2 separate regions of the Rattus norvegicus genome follow, and region 2 is linked to region 1. A link is a contact called in public Hi-C data. All regions are on one chromosome and are shown on one strand. Each heading gives the region's core, a stretch centred on a gene start, on an enhancer-like site or on the middle of the called end of the contact. The rest is flanking DNA. Distances are from core to core; before and after follow the strand shown. Region 1 holds the start of Nuak2 (NUAK family kinase 2). Region 2 overlaps Tmcc2 (transmembrane and coiled-coil domain family 2).

Evidence for each region. Hi-C and Micro-C count contacts between places; a contact is called where the count stands out from the background.
Region 2: a Hi-C map of the A7r5 cell line shows a contact between it and region 1, with 3 times the contacts expected there. The contact joins the enhancer-like site here to the promoter of Nuak2 in region 1. A contact is called at or near these places in 12 of 12 Hi-C or Micro-C datasets (the A7r5 cell line, the Rat2 cell line, Schwann cells and 7 more) and 1 of 1 datasets of contacts at active chromatin or transcription factors (oligodendrocytes).

What each region holds. Positions count from the first base shown.
Region 1 is chr13:46,304,543-46,309,225 of GRCr8, forward strand. Nuak2 (NUAK family kinase 2) reads left to right here and starts at 1,464. Exons shown (of 7, transcript NM_001007617.1): 1 at 1,464-1,778. The coding sequence starts at 1,536. LOC120096185 (a long non-coding RNA gene) reads right to left here. Exons shown (of 4, transcript XR_005492311.2): 3 at 4,436-4,473; 4 at 2,102-2,301.
Region 2 is chr13:46,341,276-46,346,319 of GRCr8, forward strand. It overlaps Tmcc2 (transmembrane and coiled-coil domain family 2), which reads right to left. Exons shown (of 5, transcript NM_001305128.1): 5 at 4,902-5,044. Among named protein-coding and RNA genes, the nearest start is that of Nuak2, 38 kb to the left of the region's middle. Within about 2 kb of position 3,451, at least 22 of the 93 cell types and tissues checked have an H3K27ac peak or open chromatin away from gene starts, as enhancers often do. A contact at or near this core is called in the A7r5 cell line and Schwann cells, where this site is marked.

The sequences.
Region 1 (4,683 bases), core at 214-2,713:
CTCCCAAACTATCCTCCTCTCGTCTGGGCTAGGGGGTCCCTCCTGTTCTCACGTCAGTCAGGACTAGAACCCAGCCAGGTCTCCCAGTCTGGAGTCTGCTCCTCTGACACTTGCTTTTCCTTGTCCTAATCTCCTGGACAGCCCCCCCCCCCCAGGACCTGACAGATGGGGAGCACAGGTAGTAGATTGGTTGAGCCTTTTCTGTTTTCACAGACTACTCAGAGTGGAAAGGCGGGCTGGCAGAAGATAGGATGATAAACTAGCTATACAGCTTTCGTGGGTCATCCACACTCAGTGGATCGTCTCTGGCTACCGTTTTCTTTCCCCACTGGAAAGATTCAAAAGGTGAACAGAAGTAGGAAAATGGGCAGATACTAGTTTGTTTTTTTTTTTTAATTTGATAGTTGAGGATGTAGTAGTCCTCTTTGATTTTTTTGCCAAGTCCTAAATTAGATACAGCTAGAGGTGAGGTCCTGCAGAGTGGGGAGGGATGCCCAGAATAGCTGGAATTGGGGAAGCCCTCTTGTCCTATATTCTATCTCTATAGGCCAGTGTCTGAAATCCAGCTCTGTGGCTTTCTTGTCAGCTGTGTGGCCTTTGGCAGAAGTAAACTCACTTTCTACATCAGAAAAAGGGGTTCTGGACATACCCTTCCAGGCCTGTCAACTGCAGCCAAGTCTCATGCCCAACCTCTCACTCTTGATTAAAAAAATCACTGGGAAGAAACCCTGGAACCAAGAAGCTCCTTACAGATTTAGGGACAAAAGGATGTAAGTCCTTGGAATGTGATCTGCTTTTCCCACAGTTTGTGAAAATCCACAAAGGCCACCACATCTTGAGGAAATCCACTCAACCCTATAAAGTAAGGATTTCCCAGGCCTGTTGGATTATGGAATCGAATTAAGGTTGGTGGAAGCCAGAGTGAACTTGCAGGCAGGACCGCTTTCTAACCAGTCAACCTCCAACCCATTCCATCTCCTTATTCACCCTCTTCTTTACGGACCTCAAGAAGTTATCAAATGGCTTTTCAGATTTTGAGCTTGGGAGAAACAATTTATTTACTGCGTGTGGAGAAACACTTTGGGGCTTTCTAGTGCTCTTAGATTGTCCCTTGCCAACTGAGAACACAGCACAATAGCACAAGGCTGGCGTCATTCAGAGACTAAAGCAATTCAGAGAGCTTTCAAATTTAAGGACTGGCACTTCGGTAGTAATTGACTGTGCCTCCTTTCCCGCATTCCTGGTTCTCCGGTCCAGGTGGGCGGGGCCCCATTCACACCTTTCTGCGCCTAGCCAAGGGGAGGAGCGGGGCAGGAGCCGTTGAACCAATGGGAGAGGCTTTGGTCACGAGTCGCCGGCAAGCTGGCTAATGGGACGCAGGGGCGTGGCCAGGACCTTCCCCCTCCAAACGTTTTATAGCAATTCGGAACGCGGGGCTTTCTAGCGTGCTCGGGTGCGGCTGTGACCTCTGAGCCTGCGGCTCTCCGCGCGCTGCTGCTGCTGCCCGACCCCCTCCGCCTCGCCGTCCCCGCACCATGGAGTCGGTGGCCTTACACCGGCGCGGGAACCTGGCTCCCTCGGCCTCCGCCCTGGCCACGGAGAGCGCCCGGCCGCTGGCGGACCGGCTCATCAAGTCGCCCAAACCTCTGATGAAGAAGCAGGCGGTGAAGCGGCACCATCACAAACACAACCTGAGGCACCGCTACGAGTTCCTGGAGACCCTGGGCAAGGGCACCTACGGGAAGGTGAAGAAAGCACGAGAGAGCTCGGGACGCCTGGTGAGTGTCCCTCGCGGCTCCCGGCTCGCCGGAGCTCATAGCGCGTCCCTTGTGGTGTCCTCGGCAGAGTTGCCCGGCGCGCGCATTTTAGATGTGTCTGTCGGTGCTTTTCAGGGACAGTGCTCACGGACTCAAGAATCTTAGCTGCAAATAGATGCCTGTGGTTTGGGAAGACGGGGCTTAACTTGAATTTTGACGGGAACAAACGTCAACAGAGTAGAATGGAAGGAGGAAGTAGAAAGCACCAGCTCTCTGTAGATAGTGTGGAGATCTTTAACTCTGACTTGACACTTCGGGGCCTTTCCAGACGAGATGAAGCAAAGTTTCGTTGTGATGGGCTTTTATTCTGGGAAGTGTAAAACCAGGCCCGAGTGCCAGGTTCACTGTACCTCCCAGCACTCCAGCCATGTCTTTGGGTTTGAGGCCTTTGGGGAACTTGCCCTTTTGATTCACGCGTGTGTAATCGTCATAGTAATCCATAACTCAGAGCGAGTTCCTCCATGTCTGTTTTCTGTTTCCCCTTCTGCAAAAAATAGGGAGAACACAGCCTGTCTCACAAGCTTGGAAGAGTAAGATAGAAATGCACGTGAGCCCTAATCATAGGTCCTGTGCTGAGAATGAATACTTCTATCTGGAGGTGTCCCCTTGAAAGGATAGCAGATTTACCAAAAGTTACACAATGTTTCCTCCGCACCAGTTCAGCAGGTCTGGGTATTAACTAGGTACCCAGCTCAGTTTAAAATGCTCAGTCTCTCATTTCCCACCAAGTATTTTTAAAAGATCCATAATCAGAGCAGGTAGGTGGTTTAGGGGTAACAGTTGGTGGATCCAGTGGATGCTGGTTGTGGTGGTGGGGGTGCGTGCCGCCATCATTTGCCCTCTCGACTATGGGAATGGTCCCCTCCCCTAATTGTTTGCTTTTGCAGCCAGTAGCTGGTTTGAAATTCAAGAAGTCATTTCATTGGTGAAGGAGAGTGGATGTTGGAGAAAGGAGTGGATTATAACCCCATCAATAGGAACAAGTATGTTTTTCCTGCTAAGGCCTGGCACGGTCCCCAGTTGCCCGCTGCCAGGTTACAGTTATTGGGCAATCGTGTACTTCCGGGCTTTCTTTTCTTTCTCTTTCTATAAAGTGCCAGGATCCCAGAGGCTCCAGGCTTGAGACTTCAGGGCCCAGGCTTTGTCTGGGGGCTTAGCTAGAAAATAGTTGCTTGTGGCTTGTGTCCCATGTCTCTTGTTGTGGGAAGAGCGGGTTGAGAGAACTAGAGTGTCTGAGAAACTGAGATCAAAGTTCAGAGTTCCCATCGGCTCCTGACTGAGGTCACTGCCTTACACACACACACACACACACACACACACACACACACACATACACACACACACACAGAGAGAGAGAGAGAGAGAGAGAGAGACAGAGAGAGAGATCACATTTGATTTTGAAGTGAAGTAAATCAATGACTCTTACATCAAAACAGAGAGACTCAGAAGGAATCCCCATGTGTCTTGCTGCATGCAAGGAGCCAAGATCAGCAAACGTGGAGAGTCTGCCCTGAAACTCCCCAACCAGACCACCCAGGATTGCTGCCTAGAGTTTGCTCAGGGTCCCCTCTCTTTCTTGGAAAGCAGCTCTCTGCTGTGCTAATGATTTCCCAATCCTGGAGCAGTGCCCTCATCCTCACCCACCCACCCACCCACCCACCCACCTACCCACCTACCCACCCCTACGTCTTAACTGCTCTCCCTAAAGAGCCGCTGCTTCCCATAGTTCAGTGGGGGAGAGGGACATGGCCTGGCTGCTTAGGTCTTATTAGAACTGTTGGTGGGAACTCAGTTCCCAGGAAAGCCTCCTGCCATCTGGAATTTCTCACCCCATTTGTAGCTTGCTTCCCACTCTCTTCTTGGAGAGATGGTTAAGCAGGGTCCTGTGAGATTATCTGCAGGGAGGGACAGGTAGGTGGGACTAATGGCTGCTCCAGGAGGGCATCAGAGGAAAAACAAATATTTGCTCTGGATCTCAGACACATTCCTGGTATCCAAATGACATTTCCTCCTGTGAGTCTCCCTGGCTCCCCTGACCAACCCCTCTCCCTAAAGACAAAAACACATGCTGAGGTCTCACCAAAGCCTTTGGTCTGATCTGCATGGCTGTCTCAATCACCCCTAAGGGGAGCCATGACGGGCAGGAAGGCAACCCATGTGAGTAGTTCTGAGGGGTCACATTGCTTCTGCTCCTTTTACATTTTTCAATTGCTTAGTGGGCTTCCACACATTGGAAAACCGTGGAGACAAGTTGCTTCCTTCGTTGGCAGATGAGGGAACTGAAGCCCAGAGAGAGGGAAGTGACGTGTCTTCTGGCTGGGCAGTGGCAGACCTGCAGCAAACCCTCCAGACTTGCCTACCATACGCCTTGGATGACCAAGTGCTGAGTCTTGGTCTACGAGTTAGCTTTGAGATGAGCCTGGGCTTGCCTCTGAGTGCTTTGTCATCCATCGGCTAGTTCCAACTGCCCTCCCAGCACTCCAGTCTAACCTCCAGGCAATGGTTAGACGGGGAGACATCACTGGGAGCCCCCTTCTCAATACCCTGCTGAAGGATCCTCAGTGAAGGAACCATACCATATTTCTGCAAAGCGTCAAGTTGTTCTTCCCACTGCTTACCAGATGCGTTACCTCTCTGTGTTCCTCGGTGTCCATACCTGTAAAGTCAGATTATAATGTTGTAGGTTTCCCTAGGATTGAATAAAGTAATATCTGTAAAATCCTAGCAGTGTCTCAGACACATGGGACATATTATCCCAGCCAGGGCGGCTTTGACCTAGGGAACTCTCTCTCTCTCATCCTGGACCTCTCCTGCCTCAGTAAGGAGCACAGATTGGGCTCGGTCCTCCTCTTGAGTTGAATCACTA
Region 2 (5,044 bases), core at 2,201-4,700, 39 kb after region 1:
GTCAGAATGCTGTCATCAAGAAATTTGATGGACGTGTGAGAGGAAGTGAGGAAAAAGGAAACACTGACTCAAACCCAGCCTCTGGAACTCCTCCCAGCCTGGGCTTTCCAGCAGTGAGGGCCTGCCTGATGGTCCCAGACACCCCCACCCCATAGCATCCCAAATAAGCAGGATCACAGACGCCCCTCCTCTCCGTGTGATGGGATTCTTCCTTGAGTAGGCTTCACACAGCACCTTATCCCATCTTGTCTGAGCCTCCAGGGCCTGGAAACTCATTGGCTATGTCTGTCTGTCTGTCTGTCTGTCTGTCTCTCTCTCTCTCTCTCTCTCTCTCTCTCTCTCTCTCTCTATCTCTCAGGGTCTCAAGTGAACATGGCAACTTAGAATCCCCGAGAAGCAATGTAATGACGTGTGTGTGGACACTGGGCTGTGTGTTTGGATAAGAGCGATCTTGTATGCATGCATGTGACGGTGTGAGTGTTTACGTGTACATGTCATGTGAAGCCTAGAAGGGGCATCGGATACTCTGGAGCTGGAATTGCAGATAGCTGTGAGCTGCCACACAGGTCCTGGGAATCAAACGTGGGTTCTCTGAGGAGTAGCCAGCATTCGTGACCACCGAACTGACTCTCTAGCCCCTCAACCTGCTTTCTTATATAACTGGCCCACCAGCCCAGGTGGAAGTCTGTCCAGGAACATCACTACTGTCATATCAGTCACTAACCAAGAAAATGTCCACAGACATGCTCACAGGCCAATCTGATAAAGGCATATTACCTCCTCAATGAAAGTCTCTCCTTGTCGGGCAACTCTAGCTTGTGTCAAGTTGACAAAAATAACCAGTACACTGTGCGCTTGGATGTTTGTGCTGGTGTTCTTGTGTGAGTGGATGTGCCTATATCCACATATAGGCCTATATGCCTATGTATGCATAACTGCATGTATAAGTGTACCCATGCCTACATGTGTTCATGCACATGGCTGTGTTTGTATGTTTATGCATTTGTGTATGTATGTATGTATGTATGTATGCGAGTACATGTTTCTGTGTCTGCACATGTGTGTGTACACATGTGTATGTATGTGTGTGCTTGCATGCATCACTGTGTGCTTGTATGTATGTGAGTGCATGTTTCTGTGTCTGCACATGTGTGTACAAATATGTATGTATGTGTGTGCTTGCATGCATCACTGTGTGCTTGTATGTATGTGTAACATGTTTGTGTGTTTGTGTTTTCACAGATGTACATGTGTACCCGTGTGTATGTTTATGTGGAAGTGTTCTTATGTCTGTATGTGTGTTCTTGTGTGTGTGTGATTGTGTCTCTGTGTTCATGCATGCCCTGGTACTCAAAACCATATTTTTGAGATTGACATGAACCCAAGGCTAGGTTTAAGGTCATTTGCCTTAGTTGAGGGGAACCCTAAGAGCCACAGTGGGAGAGGTGGTAAAATATTGGGACCCTTCTTAGCACCTTCCTCTTCAGCTGTGCCTCTCAGGACTGAGAAGGTGAGGGAAAGATGGGTCAACGTCAGCTGGTTGCAGCAGGTCTGTGATGGGGACCTGTTTCTGGAATAAATTCAATCAGAGATCCACCTTGAGGGAAGTTAAACTTTCTCTCCCTGCTTTCACCTTTGGGGTGTCTGATAAATAGCCAGAGGACCACCTCCAAGTATAGCTGGAGACCTTTCCAGACACAGCTAGTGGCTTCTCACTGAGGGGTGGTGTGAGGAAGCGGCCGTCCTGTAGCCGAGACAGGGTCTGCCATGGCCTTTACTGACCTTTGACTTCCATCTAGGGAGCTGAAATTCCCATCGGATAAGGAAAGAGACAATCAAGAAAGTTCAGACGAGGAGCCTAACAGGGGCAGAGCTGGATCCCAACAGACAGACTGGGGAAGAGACTTGGGATACTTTTGGAGCCAGAGCCAACTTGATGAGTCCCTCCTGTAGGCAGGGATATGGCAGAGGTGACCTTTTCAGCAGTGAAGGGTCCAGGCTGCTCCATCCAGACGGTCACTCAGGGAACTATGTCAAGGCTGGGTTGCCAGCGTGGGAGCACTCTCCCGGAGGCTCTGTGTAGAAGACGCAGTGCTGCTGTCCCCACCCAGACTGCCCTTCTGGCTGCTTGGGTGACTCAGGACTTACCAACACGTCTGGATATGCTGTGGCAAGCCCTACTTCCTCTCCTCCCTTGACACCATCCCAGCAGGCCTTGGTGGGACCCACTGCCTCTTCCCATGTTCATCTGAGGTTTGTCTATAAGCTTTCAAGCCGCTTTGCTCTGGCTACTTCCTTGTCCAGCCATGGTGGCAGATCCGAGTCCCCAGTGGAGTCCTAGATGGCTGGGAAGTCTCCCAGAAATATCTTCTGAGGGGGTCATTTGAGAGCATTGTGGGACAGCATCCACTCCTGACATCTCTGTGCCTTACCAAATCCTACTAGATGGGCAGCATAGGCATCATTTCTACCCAAGTGTATGGGCTGACAGTCTTAACTCACACCCATGCATAGCATCTTGACCTCAGTTCTCACTCTCTTTCCTGGACACCACACCTGCTAGAGGAGGGAGGGCCCCACTTGGATAGATTCATAAGGCTTTGATGGTGGCTCAGGACAGGTGTGTCTCATCTCATCTTCTAGGAAGCTGAGCTTTGACTGGTGAGGACTGAGAGGAGAGACTTAGGCAAATAAGCAGGCTTTTCGTCTGGAGGAAAAAAAGATCCTGGGTCTTCAGGTCAGAGGCATTGCCTGTGTCACCCTGTGCGTCTCTACAGAGTGTACCTCAACTCCTCCAAGAAGTTCTGGACCCGGACACCCAGTGACAGTGTTGAAGTGGAGTGGTCATTCTTTGGATTACTTCTCTAAGTCCCAGTGAGTGTGCTATCAAGTTTAGGCATGAAATGTCACCCGTGACTCCTGTTGCCACACCTGTGTACCAGAGACACCGCTCTTACTTGCAGATGTGTGAGAGCAGCTGGGTGCGACGGGTCTAGGGCAAGTAAGTGGCAATGTTGACTTTGAGCCCAGGTCTGGGATTGATTCCAGGACCTGCCCCTTCAGGGAGGGTTAGCCTACCTGAAAGATCTGGTTATAGCTCCCCTTCCTCTCCTAGCTGTGGTCTCAATGTCTCCTCCCTCCCCTTCCTCTACAGTGCAGACAAATCAGTTGTACCAGACCCTAGGTCTGGGCTGCCTTTCGGGTTTGCAGAGTTTGCATTTGCTGAGGCTTTGTGACCCGTGAGGTTATGGAGTGGGCGGGCTCTGCAGGGTACAAAGCACACGAGCTCTGGGCCAGCCAGCTGCCAAGGAGAGAGAAGGCACCAAGCCTTTTTATCTGCCCCTACCCTAAGAGACCCAGGGAGTGGGAGTCTGCCAGTCTGACTGAGCTCTCTAGTACCCTGGGGGTGAGACCTACACTTGTGGGACAGATGCTCTGGGAAGGGCCTGCCTCTAGATCTTGTAGTCTGAAAGAGGCAGACTACAAGTGATAATCCTGACTCAGTGTCTCACTCTCTGGACCTCGGGGGAGAGAAAGAGGTGGGGGTAACTCACCCTCCTTTAAAAAAAAAAAAAAAACAAACCAGAGGGAACACAAACAGACACAAACATGGCAGCCTCCCTGAGCCCCAGGATGGCAGGGTTTTGTTAGGTGTTCCATTGTCTCCTGGATGAGGTAACTAAGCCAGTGCTTTTCTTCTACAAAGATACAGCTGGGGGCCTGCCACCTCCCCTTAGGCTGTTTGCTTTGCAGCCTCAGAACTGACCAAAAATGACCTCTCCTTCCTCCCCGCTCCCTTTCAGTGTGGGCTGCAGCTGGCAGTGGCATTCAGAGCCAATTCTGGGAAGGCATCTGACCTTGGAAGGAATGTAGGAAATGTCTAGCCAGGAGCAGCCACCCCCTACCTGTGGCCCAGGAATGTGGGCTTTGAGCCACCAGTGGCCCCCAAGAGAGGTGCACATACACACGTGGTTGGAAGAGAAAGGGGGTGCAAGGTCCAAGAATGGAATAGCTGGAAGGCTGTCTGGTAAAACTCCTTCCCGGCACAGAGGACGAACAGATTGTCAGTGCTGCTCTCCCGTGGTGGCAGCACTGTGCCCTCTCCAGTCTTCGAGTCCCCAGGAGCCTGAGGCCACAGACATAGTTGCAGTGTTTGCTTCTCAGGCTCACAGGACCACAGAATGCCAGCACAGAATTGACACACACAGGGCTCACATGCATCCTGCTTTACCGATGTGGAAACTGAGGCCCAGAGAAGGGCTGGGAGTTGGTTGCAGTGCACAAGTTATGGGCTGAGACCAAAGGTTGTTTTTTGGTTTCTTTCGTTCTTTTTAATCATAACCCGCCCCCACCCCCATCCCCCTTGCTGCCTCCTCCTGCAAAGGGTCTATTGCAAGTATCCACAAAGTTCCTGGCAGGAAGTGCTTTGGGGCTGTTAGGTGTAGGTACTACGACCACAGGGCAGGTGCTAAGTGCTAGGCCTTCCTGTAGGGGGCCACACCACACCACATTTGGAAAGCAGGTACCCCTTGCCTCAGCTGAACAACTGTGACAAAGCCAAGCTAACACCAGTAGCCTTTTTAGGGCTGCATCTTGGGAGAGGTTTTGGAGTACGGACTCTGCTGACCTCTTGTGGCTACAACTGGTCATAGCATCTATGGGAGCTTCTCCATGTCCCTCCTGGGAAGTGATCCAGCAGAGCTGGGGCTGGACGGAGTGACAGTCATATCATTTAAGCTGCTCAGAGCAAGGCAAGGGGGGGTGTGTGGCTATTCCTCATTCAATATGGAAGACAACATCCGGCCAACAGATGACGCCCAGCGTACCATACCCAGAATGCTTGAGTGTGGGGAGAAATACTGTGATTTTTCAGAGACAGGGTAATCAGCCGACACCAGACATGATGGTTTGAAAACATAGAGGATATTTATTTCTTAGGAAGGTCCACCATGGCTGGCAGGCACTGCTTCTCCTGCTTCATGGGTTCCTCTCCCCTATTCTGAGAAATCCCCACTGTGCTTGGAAGGGCTCCTGGGGAGGCTGG